Regions from separate parts of the Mus musculus genome. Here region 1 is linked to region 2. Evidence: chromatin contacts called from public Hi-C data. All regions are on one chromosome and are shown on one strand. Each heading gives the region's core, a stretch centred on a gene start, on an enhancer-like site or on the middle of the called end of the contact. The rest is flanking DNA. Distances are from core to core; before and after follow the strand shown.

Region 1 (7,556 bases), core at 1,629-4,128, 260 kb before region 2:
CATTATGATGCTGATGCTGCGCTATTGGGAGACACTAAATAACACAAAAACCAAACTTTAAGCTCAATGGAAAATGGAAACGACAGATTTCATATCATAATGAAATGAAAACGCTAACTAAACAAAAAGATAATAAGATGCAAATGCTTTAATATAATTTTCTATCTATCATAGGCCAGAATTTTTTAATAGAAAATATTTCTTCAAAAGAAAGTTCCTTTAGTAATGGCTTTTAAAAACATTTGTCTTGCCAGACCTGGTCATGCACATAGTTATCCAGCACCTGAGAGACAGAGGCAGGGGGATCTCTCTACAGTGAGCTCCAGATTAGCCAAAGCCAGGCCCTAACTCAAAAAACTAAGCAAGCAAACAACAACAACAACCCAGCAACAACCCAGTATATTTTGCCTGAAAAGATAACAAAGTATGCTTTTCTTTATTATTTTTTTTTCTTTTTTAAAGATTTTATTTATCTATTATATATAAGTACACTGTCGCTGTCCCCAGACACTCCAGAAGAGGGAGTCAGATCCTGCCACGGATGGTTGTGAGCCACCATGTGGTTGCTGGGACCTGAACTCCGGACCTTCGGAAGAGCAGTCGGGTGCTCTTACCCACTGAGCCATCTCACCAGCCCCTTTATTATTTTTCCAACTAAAAAAGTTAATGTTCCACTTGAAAGAACTAGTTACTGAGTAAGTCTTGTTAGCAGTGTTTACTTAATCACAGGACTTTTAGACAGCAGCTGCTTGCCTGTATTATGGCAATTAACCCTCAATATACCACTGTAGTACCGAACACTATCTCCATTTTACACATGACAAAGCTAAGGCACACAGAGTGAGGAGATTTTTCCAACAGTCATATCTTTATATATAATAAATTTTATGTGCATGCATATATACAAACATACACACACAAATATAAAGCACACATGTATTTAATAGGCAACCAAATTACATTTTTTTAAACATTTTATGTATGTGTGTGCCAAAGTGGATGTCAGAGGGCAGCCTGAGGGAGTGACCTATCTATCATGGGGATGGGTAAAGGGAATCAAACTCATTTTATCAAGCACAGTGGCAAACCCTTTACTGCCTTTTATCTCAATACAATGTAAAATTAAGTAACTAATAGCACAAATCGATTTTCAGTCTTTATAGATTGCCATTTTGACACTTTATGCACCACTTGACACAGGTAAAAATAACTTTTAAAAATGTTCTAAAACTCAAAAGTGTCAGAGACAGACTGGCAGGTAAAAGTTTGCTATCCAGCCTGACAACCTGAATCCACATGGCAGGAGGGGCACAGGACTGTGCGTCCCTAGCCACGACCAAGGATAATCTCAGGGTCTCACACAGCTACTAAGATTGAGCCCCGCTCCGGCCAGCGAGTCTAGAGATTCCAGCAACAACTATGATGATGATTTGTTCCCCGAAACAGAAAATCATAAACCAAGTCCTTCTCCCCAAAGTGCCCAGCTGGAAAGGAAATGAGCAACAGTCACGCCAAGGCCTTTCTATAATGATCCTTCCTTCAATGATCCACGAGCACATAGAATCAAATGTGTCAAAACTCTGCTATGTTTCCAATAGCTTATTAGTAACATGGTCTCATAAAATGGGTTACAAATTTATAAATAAAATTTTAATTTATCAAACATAATATACCATTACCCTCAACAACTTTAGAAAAACAACTCAATAGCTTTATTTCCCTGTTCAATGATGTCTTCCTTCAAAGATAGTAGCAGTACAATGCAGTGTGGTGCGGGCCTTTTTTCAAAAGGTAAGAGGCAGAGGTATGCAGACTGCTGTAAACTGGAGGCTAGCCTACCTTACATAGAGTTTTAGACTAGCCAGGGCTATATAACAAGATCCTGTTTTGAAAATAAGGGAGACATAGAGGCAAGAAGTGAAAATAATCCACAGGTTTTTTTGTTGTTTTAGATAATTTTTAAAGTGAAATCCTTTGACAAGAAAATGTAAAGAACTATAATACTCCTGCATTTTGACAATTTGCAGTATCATTAGTAATAAGGCCTTCTCCATCCTCTGTTAAACCATACTATTTAAAACAACCAAATAAACAACAAAGCCAAGCCAGGAGTGGTGGGTAGTACACACTTTTAATCCTAGCACTCGGGGAGCCAGAACAGGGATACAATTTCAGAACAGTGTACAATTTCACTTTTGTCTCCATAGTGAGTTCTAGGACAGCCAGGAAAACACAAAGAGAAATCTTGCCTTTAAAAAAAAGAAAAAAGCTATTAAAAAATGTTTCCTTCTAAATTCACACAATTCTTTTTGATGTCCCAAATACTTGTGAACGTTTTTAAAAATCTAGAAAGCAATGAAGGAAAGTTACTTTCAAGCCATTTTTTGACATGGCGTGCAGGGAGCTGAGTCAGCTGCTTACAACATCTGCTAAACACAGTTTACCAACCGTGGCTTCCTCAACTAGGCCAGGGACTCCTGAATGCTTTCTAAGGTCATAACTGAAAATATTCAAGAACACCTTGGCTTAAAAGACAAACAATCCACAACAGGGGAGTCCAACCTAAGTAAAATGAAAGCAGTCTCCTAAAGCTTGCTGGGTATAAACTAACAGAGAGGGATATGGCTAGGTTATGTCAAGTTGACAAGACACTAGAGTGAGCTGAAAGGAGGGAACCTCAGCTGAAAAATGGCCCCATAAAAATCAGGCTGCAGCTAATCTTGTAGGGCATTTTCTATGTAAGGGACATTGTGGGTGGTGCCATCCCAAGACTGGTGGTCCTTGTTGCTAAAAGAAAGCAGGCTGAGCAAGCCATGGGGAAGTATGAGAGTAAGCAGCATCTCTCTGTGGTCTCTGCATCAGCTTCTGCCTCCAGGTGTCAGCCCTGCTGGAGTTCCTGTCCTGACTTCCTCTGATGATAAACAGTGCTGTGGAAGTGTAAGCCACATAAGCCCTTTCCTCCAAGTTTCTTTGGTCCTGGTATTTTGTTGTAGCAATAGGAAGTCTAGCTAAGTCGGATAGTATATACATAAAGTTTCGTCTATGACTTTCTGATTCTTACAGAACAAACCTCAAAGTTCTACTCTAGTTTTTATATGAAATGAACATTCAATTAAAATGTATTTATGTAACTTCTAAACTAATTCTCTACTACAGATTTCTGAACTATCTTTCTCTTTTATTCATGCTTCTATGGTAAGGACACACACCTGAGAAGTACTATACCATCCATTCCTCTAAAAATGAAGGGGAGGGTGGACGCTGAAGAGATAGCTTAGCAGTTATGAGCACTGGCTGTTCTTCCAGAGGTCCTGAGTTCAATTCCTAGCACCTATATGGTGACTCCTAATTGCCCATAACTCCAGGTTCACAGAATCTGGAGCCTTCTGGCCTGCATGAATATTAGGTGTGCATGTGGTACATACACATGTATACATGTAGGCAAAATACTTATGCACATAATATAAAAAGTCATCCTTAAAAAAATCTAGTTCAAATTAGAATGATTCCTGGGGTTAGTCATATTTGAGCTCAGGACCTCTGGGAGAATTTTGATAATATACATACATACATACATACATCTGCAAATACATGAGATATGTATTGTTACGAAAATAGCAATAATGAAGGTCTGCACACACCTCTAACCCCAGTACTTAGGAGGTGCAGGATAAATAAGCCACACTGGTCTAAACACACACTTGGGGGCGGGGGTGGGGACGAGACAGAGAACAAAGTAACAAACAGGGGATAGGGAACCTAAAATTAGTTTTATGGTAACAAAATACTTGAACAGCTCAATATTATTAAGGATGGCAGTATGCATGCTGTACTTGACAATGATATTCAACATTTAATTTCTACTGTTAAAGTGATGTTTAGTATACGTAAGAATTCCTGGTTTTAAAAACAAAACGGGGAGCGAGGTATGGTGGTGTATACCTTTAATCCCAGCACTAGGAACATAAAAAGGGCAATTATCTCTCTGAGCTTTGAGGCTAGCCAGCATGGTCTACATTAAATTCTAGGCCAAACAGGGGCAACAACGAGACGCTGTCTTTTTGTTGTTTGTTTAAGAAGTATTGAGTTGTGAAGGCATTAAAATGTTTGCTACCATTTTCTAGGAAGGCAGGGTATTTGGGCTCAGAATGTACTTAGTGGTAGAGGTGCGCATGCTAGCAATTAAAAGGACATGTATGCAGTCTCTAGCGCAGAGGGAAACTTGTTCTCTAACAACACTTAGTTTTAAATTTTACTCAAACTGTAATTCTTCTATAAATAGAGTTACACATGAGTATGTTTCTAAACGTAATTTAAGCTTTTACAGATACTCATAGGAGTCGTTACTATTGATTACTATGTTAGGATGCAATCATAATTCAATTAGTACCTTTTTTTACTTTCTTTTCACAACCTCTTGTGCTATCAAAGCTACAATCTGACACTTTTAAAACATTCTCCTTCGACTTCTTATATCCCACTGTATGAGAGACTGAATTAGAGAGTTTGTCTAATTATGTTTGAAATGGCCTCTCGGGGCTGGAGAGATGGCTCAGTGGTTAAGAGCACTGACCACTCTTACAAAGGTCCTGAGTGCAAAGCCCAGCAACCACATGTTGGCTCACAACCATCCCTAATGAGATCTGATTGCACTCTTCTGGTGTGTCTGAAGACAGCTACAGTGTACTTACATATAATAATAAATAAATCTTTAAAAAAAAAAGGCCTCTCTGCTTGTGTTAGTACATTTACTATCAATGCAGTTTCCCCCCACAGGATTTTGAAACCTAGTGACGATCGATTACTATGACAGGGGGTGACATCACATACAAGCCAGCATTCCTGCCAAGAACATTCTAAGTCCAGTGGAAGAGACATAATGCAAAAAGTTTCATTTAGGATACAGAATTCACACATGCTTTAGTGGGGATGACAAGAGAGCTAGTTAGGTACAACAGGAAAAGTTATCTCTGAAGAGCAAGTGGTCCTTTTGTAAACTGAGGGGAAAAAAATGAGTTCTTTGAGTTAAATCTTTAAAAAATACAAAAGGTACTTGCATGAATACAGGAGATCAGGGGAAAAGCCTCCCAAACTGAAACAGGCATGCAAACACAGAAGGATCAAACAATGGAGTGTGCTGAGGACTCTTAAGGACATTGAGGACTCTAAAGGACATTGTAAGTATGGATTAACTTAAAAAAAAAAGCTGAAATCATAATGCTAGACAGTGTGATACAGTTTTCATCTTTGCAATGGTACAGACTAGCTGTGTCCATTCTAGGCCTTCTCTCCCTCACAGCACTGTTCACAACACTGCCTCCAGGACTCCACAATGCTCTAGTTACAGGGCTGCACAGTCATCCAGTGGCCACCCTCCCAATTAATTAAGTCCTTTCTTTCTTTCTTCCTTTCTTCCTTTCTTTCTTTCTTTCTTTCTCCCTTTCTTTCTTTTCTTTCTCCCTTTCTTTCTTTCTTTTTGTTGTTGTTGGTTTTTTTTTTTTTTTTTTTTTTTTTTTTGCTGTTGTTGTTTTGTTTTGTTTTTTTGGAGGTAGGGTTGGTTTCTTTGAAACAGGGTTTCTCTGTGTAGCCCTGGCTGTCCTGGAACTCACTCTGTAGACCAGGCAGGCCTCAAACTCACAAAGATCTGCCTGCTTCTGCCTCAGGTGTGCTGGGATTAAAAGTGCAGCCCCCTCCCTCTCAATTCTAATGGCTTTAAAATTACTCAATTTTTATTTTGTTATTAAATAAAATAGATGTTATTAAAATGTTTATTATGACAGAGTTTGCTTATTGTTTCATTATCCACCATACCTCCTGTAAAACTTAAGCTCTATGAGGACAGGAATTTATCTTGGAAGTACTCAGAATATATAAATGGCTAAATAAATAATTATCTAATAGTAGACATGAGGTTTTTGTATAGAACTTGATTCAGAGCACAGAAAAAGTTGAAACCTGACACCATCTAGGGTAGGTTGTAAAATAGCAAGCAACCAAATTGGGAAGCCACTTAATATAAAAACTACAAGGGAGAAACCGACAAATGCAAGTAATGAAGAGATTAGCTATTTTATTATTTACATGTATACACATGTACAAAAAAATAAAAACAGGTGACATATGGCACATGGGACTTCCTTTATAACAACACACGAGTGGAAGAGCATACATTAAGATTGTAAGAGCCAGAGGAACCGGAAGTTTGGTATGAGATTGTATGTCCTAGGGACATCAGAGAAGCTACACCCATGAAGACTCATCAAGATGACAACCTAAACATTGACAACACCATCAGAACGTGCTCACAGGGAATGACCAAACTCATGGGGCCCTAACATGAGCTCTATGGACAACTATGGAATGTTGCATGGGGAAAATGGTCTTCTGCAGGGAAGAAGTTGACTATCCACTATCCAACTATCCCAGGTGGCTATCCAATAACAACCAGTTAGCCCAGAAACCATAAAAAAACCAGTAACATTAGACTAAACAGGTTGTGTTTATTTATTTTAGAGTATTTTTGTAGGTGTATATGTATGTGTGTAAAAGGAAAAGAGGCCATGGATTTTGCAGTGGGTGCAGCATGTAATATGGGAGAGATTGGAGAGAGAAAAAGGAAAGGGGGATGATGTACATGTATCAAAATTAAAAAAAAAAATTCTAAAATTGAGGTCCAGGGGCTCAGAGGATCATAAATTCAAGGCGAGCTTTAGCATGTAGTCAATTACAAAGATATTCTAGGGATACATAATACTTAGTCTCAATGAATATACAAAACAATGGGGATGAGTGTGTGTGTGTGTGTGTGTGTGTGTGTGTGTGTGTGTATCAGCTGGAAGGGTACTTGTTCTTGTAGACGACCTGAGTTTGTTTCCCAATATCAAATGGTGCTCATGACCATCTGGTAACTCCTGTTCCAGAAAACCCAAAGCCCTTTTCTGACCTCCAAAGGCACCAGGCACACATATGGCACACATACACACAAGCAGGCAAAACATGCAAAGCAAAAAGTAAAATTAAATCTTAAATTCTTTAAAATGAAGGATGACTACAAATGAAACAATACTGGTCATGAAATGACTCCCTGTTGGGAGCTGAAGATGAAAAGATAGCTTGTCAGTTAAGAGTGCTAGCTGCTCTTCCAAGTCCTGAATTCAATTCCCAGCACCCACATGGTAGCTCACACCTGTCTGTAACTGCAGTCTGATGGGATATGATGCCCTCTTCTGGTGTGCAAACATACTCCCAGATACAACACTCATAAACATAAACAGAATAAAATAAAATTAAGGGAAAGAAAATCACATCACTCAAATTCTGGTCAAACCTTCTAGAGGCTTCCAATCCAAACTTGTCAGAACCAAAACTGTATTGTAGCCTGTTAAGCTCCACTTGAGTACCTTATCACTGTTAACATCGATTAATCTCTGGAGCCTCCAATTTTTAGAGTGAGCTTACTTTACGGCCTTTCCATTTTCTGTTCTAGTTGATGATTTGGAGCCCCGTGTAGGCCTTACTTACTGTGCCCGCATGTAGACGACACGGAACAACGTAAG
Region 2 (7,422 bases), core at 1,527-4,026:
CTGTTCTATGGCTTGTCTGCTCATAGTCTTGTCTGTTTTACCTCTAAAATGAAAGTATAACAGACAAGTTTTTTAAAAATAGCTTTTCTTCTTTTCTGACCTCAAATCTAAGCTAAGGTGAGTTGCTGCATATCTACATCTTTAACATTTGTTCCCCAATTCAAGTTACATAAATTTTAATAGCTAGACATGAAAGAAAATATAAAGCCTAAGGCATAAAAATAAGCATACATATCATAAATATATAATTTAATTGTCACCATCCCACCCAACTTAGCTTTTTAAAAATTAATTAATTAATCTATTTCTTTCTTTATTTACATCCCAAATGCTGCCCCTCTCCCTGTGTAGGCATGAATCTTAAGGAGATAGTTCAACAAATATTTATAAATGAATGTAATTATGTAGGCATGTGTCCTTTGATGTATTTTTAAAGGCAGTCCAATTAATAAGTGTTTCCTGGGGCTGGGTGCTTGCCTCGCCCCCACAAAGTCCTCTGTTTGATCCCTCAGGTACTCTTGTAATCCCAGCATTTGGGAGGTGGAGGCAGGAGGATAGGAAATTAGGATCACCCTTGACTATGTCACAAATCTGAGATTAGCTTGAGCTACAGCAGACCTTGCTCCAAATCAGTTGACAAATAAACCAAGCAAGCAAGCAATCGATAGAGCATTCCCTAATGTTTTTCGGCTGTGTTTTTGCTGAAGAACATGTCTGTATTCTAACAGCATAAACCCATTTTCTTACTTTCCTTCTAAACATTTAAAGTTTTAGCTCTTCTTAAAAAAGATTTATTTATTTGTTTTATGTATGTGAGTACACTGTAGCTGTCCTCAGACACACCAGAAAAGGGCATCAGATCCCATTACAGATGGCTGTGAGTCACCATGTGGTTGCTGGGAATTGAACTCAGAACCTCTGGAAGAGCGGTCAGTGCTCTTAACTGCTGAGCCATCTTTCCAGTCCTAAAGTTTCAGTTCTCTCTCTCTCTCTCTCTCTCTCTCTCTCTCTCTCTCTCTCTCTCTCTCTCTCTCTCTCTCTCTCTCTCTCTCTCTCTCTCCTTCGTTTTTAGAGACAGAGTCTTGTGTAGTCCTAATACCTCTTCCTCCGTGCTAGTATTATAAGCATCTATCCCCAAACCCTGAAAAGATTTAGCTGTTTACATATCACGACTGTGAGATTGTTTTGTGCAGGGAGGGGGGGTTGGGGTGGGGTGGGGTGGGGCAGAGAGTCCAAAGTAGCGTTCCACCTCGTTCCTTACAGATAACCATTCTTTAAAGCATCGTGGGAGCACACTGCTCACTACCTCTGACCTAACGCTCCACCTTCCTTTCTGAGTGGTCCTGGTGATTGACAGGCAAGGACTGTATCGCTGAGTTACATCTCTAACTCAGTCAATCACCTTCGTTCATCAAGACTGCGCACATGTGTGGGTCTTCTCTCTGGGCTCTAAAGGATACCCATGGATTTGTCTAGCTTAGCATGTGATGAAGAAAACGTATCTTTGTATCAGGTCCCTCCAGCCTCATGGCTGGGATACTTGGAACAAAAGACAAACGGACGTAAAACAAGCATACGCATTCACTTAATATGTTTGCCACACGCAGGGGCCTTTGGAGAAGACTGGAAGAAACAGCAACATTTCTCCATTAAAAAAAATTTTTTTTTTAGATTTATTTATTTATTGTGTGTGAGTGTTTTGTCTGCATGTACATGTGTGGACCATGTGAATGCCTGTGGAGATCAGAAGAGGGGATTGGATCCAGAGAGTTGCTATCCATGTGGTTGCTGGAAACCGGAAGTGGGCCTTCTGCAAAGAGCACCCAAGGCTGTTAACCACTAAGCCACCCCTCCAGCTGGAAGCCTCTGTATTTTAGTGCTCAGTAGATTCGACTTAGTCTTGCAGAAGTATGGCGAGACAGCGGGGGTACCATCCGATGCTACAGACTAAGGGAAATGTAGCAGGCTTGCTTGTTTGGATTTTTTTTTTCTCCTTCAAGACAGAGTTTCTCTGTGTAGTCATAACTGTTCTGAAACTCGTTCTGTACAACAGGCTGCTCTGCTTCTACTACCCGAGTGCTGGAATTAAAGGAGTACACCACCATATTCTGCTCTTGTTGAAGCTTCTGTGAGTGTCTATAAGATAAGGATGCTCCTTTCCTTTGGCTCCAAGGAAGACACGCAGGAAAGAAGGTGCAGTGCCCTACTTCAGGGGACAGTGGCTTTCCTGCTCCTGCAGCTTGGGAGTTGAGCGAGCTCATTAGCACCAATACCCATAGTTTCAGTTGATTTAACTGGATTACAAAATTGGTCATCGGGTTTAGGCAGAAAGCATGTTTTGGTCCATAAGCTCCCAGCTGTGTAATAAAGATGGGAAGACAGGCTCTGAACCGCAAGCTCAGGTTGGTACGGAAGAACCTGCACCAGGTTGCTGGTCACAGGGTCTAGCCCTGGCTCCGTCCCACCTGGTTATGGGACCAAGTGTCTGGCCTTTGGCTGCATGGAAGTATATGACTTTGGCTATCTAGGGTCCCTGTGCGTTCATGACTCTGTCCTTTCAACCCTCAACCCTCTGTCCCACAGACCAAGGCAGGCTATAGAATTCATCACCCAAAGGAGTGTGTTCAACTTTTAATTTATTCTTGTGTTTGAAGGCTAACTGTATTGTGATTTCCCCTTCCATTTAAAACCTTCTCAGATCTTGCTCAGCAGAAAGCCAGCTGTCCCCGACTTCTCTGAAAGGCCTCCTCTGGCTTGTTCAGACTTTTCTAGAACTGAGATTTCAGTTGACCTCATTCTCACTGGAGGAATGCATCTTCCTCTTTCAGAAGGGATGATTCTGGGTACTGATATGGTGGAGATGGGTTCGTCTGAACAGGGAGCCTCACCTACCCAGCCTGTATAGGGCATGTCCGGTCTGTACGAAGGAACTCAGTCCAATGGTGGCATTACACTAGCATTGCCTAATGGAAGAACTTCATTTACTCACGGATACTCACAAAATAAGTACTTAGTTAGATGATGACTGCACAGCTGTTCACATTAATGAAGAGTTAATTTTTGTTTTCTTTTATAATGAGCCCCCCTCCTGCCCCTCCCTCGCTCCCTCCCTCTCTCTTTTCTTGCTTTTTAAAGAAATTTAATTTTTAAAAAAATTTATGTCCATTGGTGTTTTGTCTGCATGTATGTCTGTGTGAAGGTATCGGATTCCTTGAAACTGGAGTCACAGACATGAACCACCATATGAGTGCTGGGAATCAAACCTGGGTCCCTCTGGAAGAGCAGCCAGTGTTCTTCATTGCTGAGCCATCTCTCCAGCCCGCCATCCTTTCCAGTCTCATTTCAGCAGGGTATCAGGTAACCCAGACTGGCCTCAAATTTGTTCTATAGCCAAGGATGGCCTCGAACCCCTAATCATCCCGTCTCTACATCCTGAGTGCTGAGATGACAGATGTGTGCTTTCCACGTGTTGTGTCTGCAGTGCTGGGGTTAGGAACAAGGGCTTTGTGCACATTAGACAAGTGAATGACATCCCAGCCCTCTCTGGCAAAACGGATTTAATGAAAGGATTTTCAAAGTTAGAAAGGATCTGACAAAGCTACTCAAATCTACTTTTGTGTATATATTTGTGGTGTGTGTGTGTGTGTGTGTGTGTGTGTATGTGTGTGTGTGTGTGTGTGTGTGAGAGAGAGAGAGAGAGAGAGAGAGAGAGAGTATGCACCATGTGTGTCCACGTTATGTGTCTTCCCCTAACACTCTCCACCTTACATTTTGAGACAGAGTCTCTCACTGAACCTGATGACCACTGAACGGCTGTCCAGCAACCCTAGGGTTCTGCCTGTCTCCATCTCTGTCCCCTGCCCTATAGGACTAGATTAAAATTATATAGAAAGGGGATTGTTTATTTAGAACAGAAAAACAACAACATCAAGTGATGGCATTTAGAGATTCCCGTCCTTTTTTTCTGAGATCTCTTTGGGCAATTTGGTGGAAGTATATTTAATAATGTTTCCATGTTTGCTTTAAAATAACCTAGAAATTCGATAACTCTAACTGACCATAACACCTGCTCTGACTTCAGCTTTTGTCAAATCTGTGTCGAGGTATGTATGTATGTATGTTGTCTAGGTATGTATGTATGTATGTTGTCTAGGTATGTATGTATGTATGTGTCTAGGTATGTATGTATGTATGTTGTCTAGGTATGTATGTATGTATGTTGTCTAGGTATGTATGTATGTATGTGTCTAGGTATGTATGTATGTATGTGTCTAGGTATGTATGTATGTATGTGTCTAGGTATGTATGTATGTATGTGTCGAGGTATGTATGTATGTATGTTGTCTAGGTATGTATGTATGTATGTGTCTAGGTATGTATGTATGTATGTATGTGTCTAGGTATGTATGTATGTATGTGTCTAGGTATGTATGTATGTATGTGTCTAGGTATGTATGTATGTATGTGTCTAGGTATGTATGTATGCTAGGTATGTATGCTTGTCTTCTCACCAGTTCTCTAAGAGTGATCCAAGAATTATGTTCCACGGAGCACAGAAAATGAAGGCCTCCGGACTTCTTATTTATGTCACAATTAAAGACAGATATCACTTTTATCATATATGTGTGTATATATATATAGCAGATAAAAAATAAAGGCAAATTAAAATTTGTAACCTAATGTGTGTAACACACCAGAGTGGTCCTTGGAAGGAAATCTGTGTGGCTCTTCAGGGTCAAGCATCCTACCCAACAGGACAAGACATCTACATTTGATCGCTTCTACCTCCCCCATAGTTTCTAAAAGCTCAACTCTTCAGGCCTAAGGCAGAATATAAAAAAAAAAAAAAAAAAAAAAAAAAAGAGCTAGGACTGGAGAGATGGCTCAGCAGTTAAGAGCACTAGCTGCTCTTCTGAAGGTCCCAAGCTCAAGTCTCAGCTACCACATGGTGGCTCACAACAATCTATAAATAGGATCTGATGCCCTCCTCTGGTGTGTCTGAAGACAGCTACAGTGTATTCATAAAGATGAAATAAATAAATAGCTGGACAGTGGTGGCGCATGCCTTTAATCCCAGCACTTGGGAGGCAGAGGCAGGCAGATTTCTGAGTTTGAGGCTAGCCTGGTCTACAGAGTGAGTTCTAGGACAGCCAGGGTTATACAGAGAAACCCTGTCTTGAAAAACCAAAAAAAAAAAAAAAACTTTAAAAAAAGAGAATTCTTAAAAAAATAAAGAGTTAGTAGGACCATTCCCCAAGTCCCCAGAGGTAGAGCTCAGAAGCACAGAGTATCTCTGTCAGGATAATAGTCTCCCCCCTTAGAGAGCTCTCCTAACAAAAGTAAGAAGGCACATAGCCAGTGAGGTGAGTTTGGCTTATTCCCCAACATGCTGGTTTTAAAGGCATCATCTTGTGGCTTATAGCTTTCTCTGTGTATCTGTGTGCACTGATGCCAATTTCCTCTTGGATGCAATTTTAACCCTTTAAAAATCATTTAGCAGAACATAGTAAAAGTCCAGAAACTAGATTTCTGGAATAGCATCGGATTATCTAAATCAGTATCCATACTCAGTATCTATGTTGGAGCTGAATGTAGCTCAGTTGGTAGAGCACTTGCTTAGCAACCACAAAGCCCTGGGTGCTAGCTTTGGTACCCCATTTACAGTGCACAGTGGTATACACCTTTCATCCCAGGACTCAGGAGATAGAATGGGAAGATTTCGAGGCCAGCCTGGGCTACAGGATCTTAAAGAAAACAAAACCAACACAAAACATAGCTGTTGCATTCCTAACTGCTCAGTGGTTCTGAATAGCTGTACAGAATGGGGCCTGGCCATCAACAATTCATTATGGAGAAGGAGAGATTCAAGAGGCCCCCGTCTCTCCTTGAGGACATATAGGCAGTTAATGGCTACTGGAAGAGGGAAAGACATTTTTCCCTAGTGGTGTAATCACTGACCAATCACCCATGCTACTGTGAATGACTTTCACTGACGCTCCTAGTGGGTCACAGGTAAATGCAATTCCTGATAAGCCTGAGGACCTGAGTCCAATCCCTGATACCCACATGGTGAAAGGGGAGAACCGTCTCCTGAAAATTGTCCTCTGACCTCCAAATGAGCTCTGGGGTGTGTATAACTATAGCTATCACTATAAGGATGACTATATACATACCACACACACTATATCAACATGGTTAGGTATTTTTTACCACTGATATAAACAAAGCACAGTTCTTAAAACAAATAAAAGAGAGTTTATTCTGGAGCCAAATAAGCATGACCACAGTCTAAGAGTGTGGATGCAGATTTTCCCAAAGACCATGAATGTGGAAATGGTTTCACAAGGTTTGTATCATTACAGAACAAAAGAAAGTACTGAGTCGAATCGGTTTTCAAGCCCGTTGGTGGAAACAGCAGGTAGGTGGCTGTTATAGTTTCATTTCTGTAGCTGTGACAAATACTCACCCCAAAAGCAAAGTAGGAAAAGGTTTTGCTTGGATTTATTTAGCTGAACCATGGTCCATTATTCCAGGGGAGTCAAGGCAGGACCTCCCAGAATTATATCCACCGTCAAAAGCAGGAAAAGGAAGAATGCACTGCTTGATTCCTTGATTAGGAAGTGTTTCAAATGCTCTGCCTAGGGAATGGTACCTCCTATGATGGACTGAATCTTCTTCATCGATTAAAAATCAAGACAATCACTTACAAATGTCCACAAGGCAATCAGACCTAGCTAGTTCCTCGTGGAGCCTGCCTTTCCAAGTGATTCTAGGTTGTGTCAAGTTGATAGGTAGCTGAACCACCATAGTGGGTTACAGTGGGCTGTTGGTTTCAGATATTGTGTGATGGTGGGTGGCCTTAGGTTTTGCATGTAGAAGTCAAGAGTCTGTCATCACATTTCAAAATAATCTGTTTAATAGTCACAAGGATGTTAGGTTTGACATAGAACTGGGTAACACGTGGCTGTTACAGGGACTAAAGATAAGCCCAGGATAATTTGCCTCCAGTTTTGCAACATTCCAACTGTCCACAGTCATAAATTCTAATCAGCCAGTCAGCCTTGGAGAATCTCTCACATGGGTGTGCCTTTGTGTGGAAACTTCAGTGTACACCCGGAATGTTTAGCTCAGCATCATTTATAATGATGGCAGAGTAAGATAGGGGTGTTGCAACCTAGGGGACTGACCTGAAGGATGGGTAAAGGACAGACCTCAACTGTTAAAAGCAGGAGACCATGTGAGCATATTGCAGTGGGAAGACATTTATGATTATATTAGAAGGGAAAACACTGTGTGTGTGTGTGTGTGTGTGTGTGTGTGTGTGTGTGTGAGGGAGAGAGAGTATGTGTGTGTGTGTGTATGTGTGTGTGTGTGTGTGTGTGAGAGAGAGATGGTGTATGCCTTTAATCTCAGCACTTGAGA

What was found. Hi-C and Micro-C count contacts between places; a contact is called where the count stands out from the background.
Region 1: a contact with region 2 is called in a Hi-C map of bone marrow-derived macrophages, with 18 read pairs. The contact joins two enhancer-like sites. A contact is called at or near these places in 3 of 484 Hi-C or Micro-C datasets (Th1 cells, bone marrow-derived macrophages and microglia), 9 of 115 datasets of contacts at active chromatin or transcription factors (the 230-238 cell line, bone marrow-derived macrophages, effector CD8 T cells and 5 more) and 4 of 9 other capture datasets (adipose tissue, bone marrow-derived macrophages, liver and 1 more).

Annotation. Positions count from the first base shown.
Region 1 is chr10:67,205,398-67,212,953 of GRCm38.p6, reverse strand. The region is part of intron 3 of Jmjd1c (jumonji domain containing 1C); the gene reads right to left. Among named protein-coding and RNA genes, the nearest start is that of Nrbf2, 76 kb to the left of the region's middle. Within about 2 kb of position 2,878, at least 45 of the 459 cell types and tissues checked have an H3K27ac peak or open chromatin away from gene starts, as enhancers often do. A contact at or near this core is called in bone marrow-derived macrophages, memory CD8 T cells and microglia, where this site is marked.
Region 2 is chr10:66,945,990-66,953,411 of GRCm38.p6, reverse strand. No RefSeq gene overlaps it. Among named protein-coding and RNA genes, the nearest start is that of 1110002J07Rik, 29 kb to the right of the region's middle. Within about 2 kb of position 2,776, at least 14 of the 459 cell types and tissues checked have an H3K27ac peak or open chromatin away from gene starts, as enhancers often do. A contact at or near this core is called in bone marrow-derived macrophages, memory CD8 T cells and microglia, where this site is marked.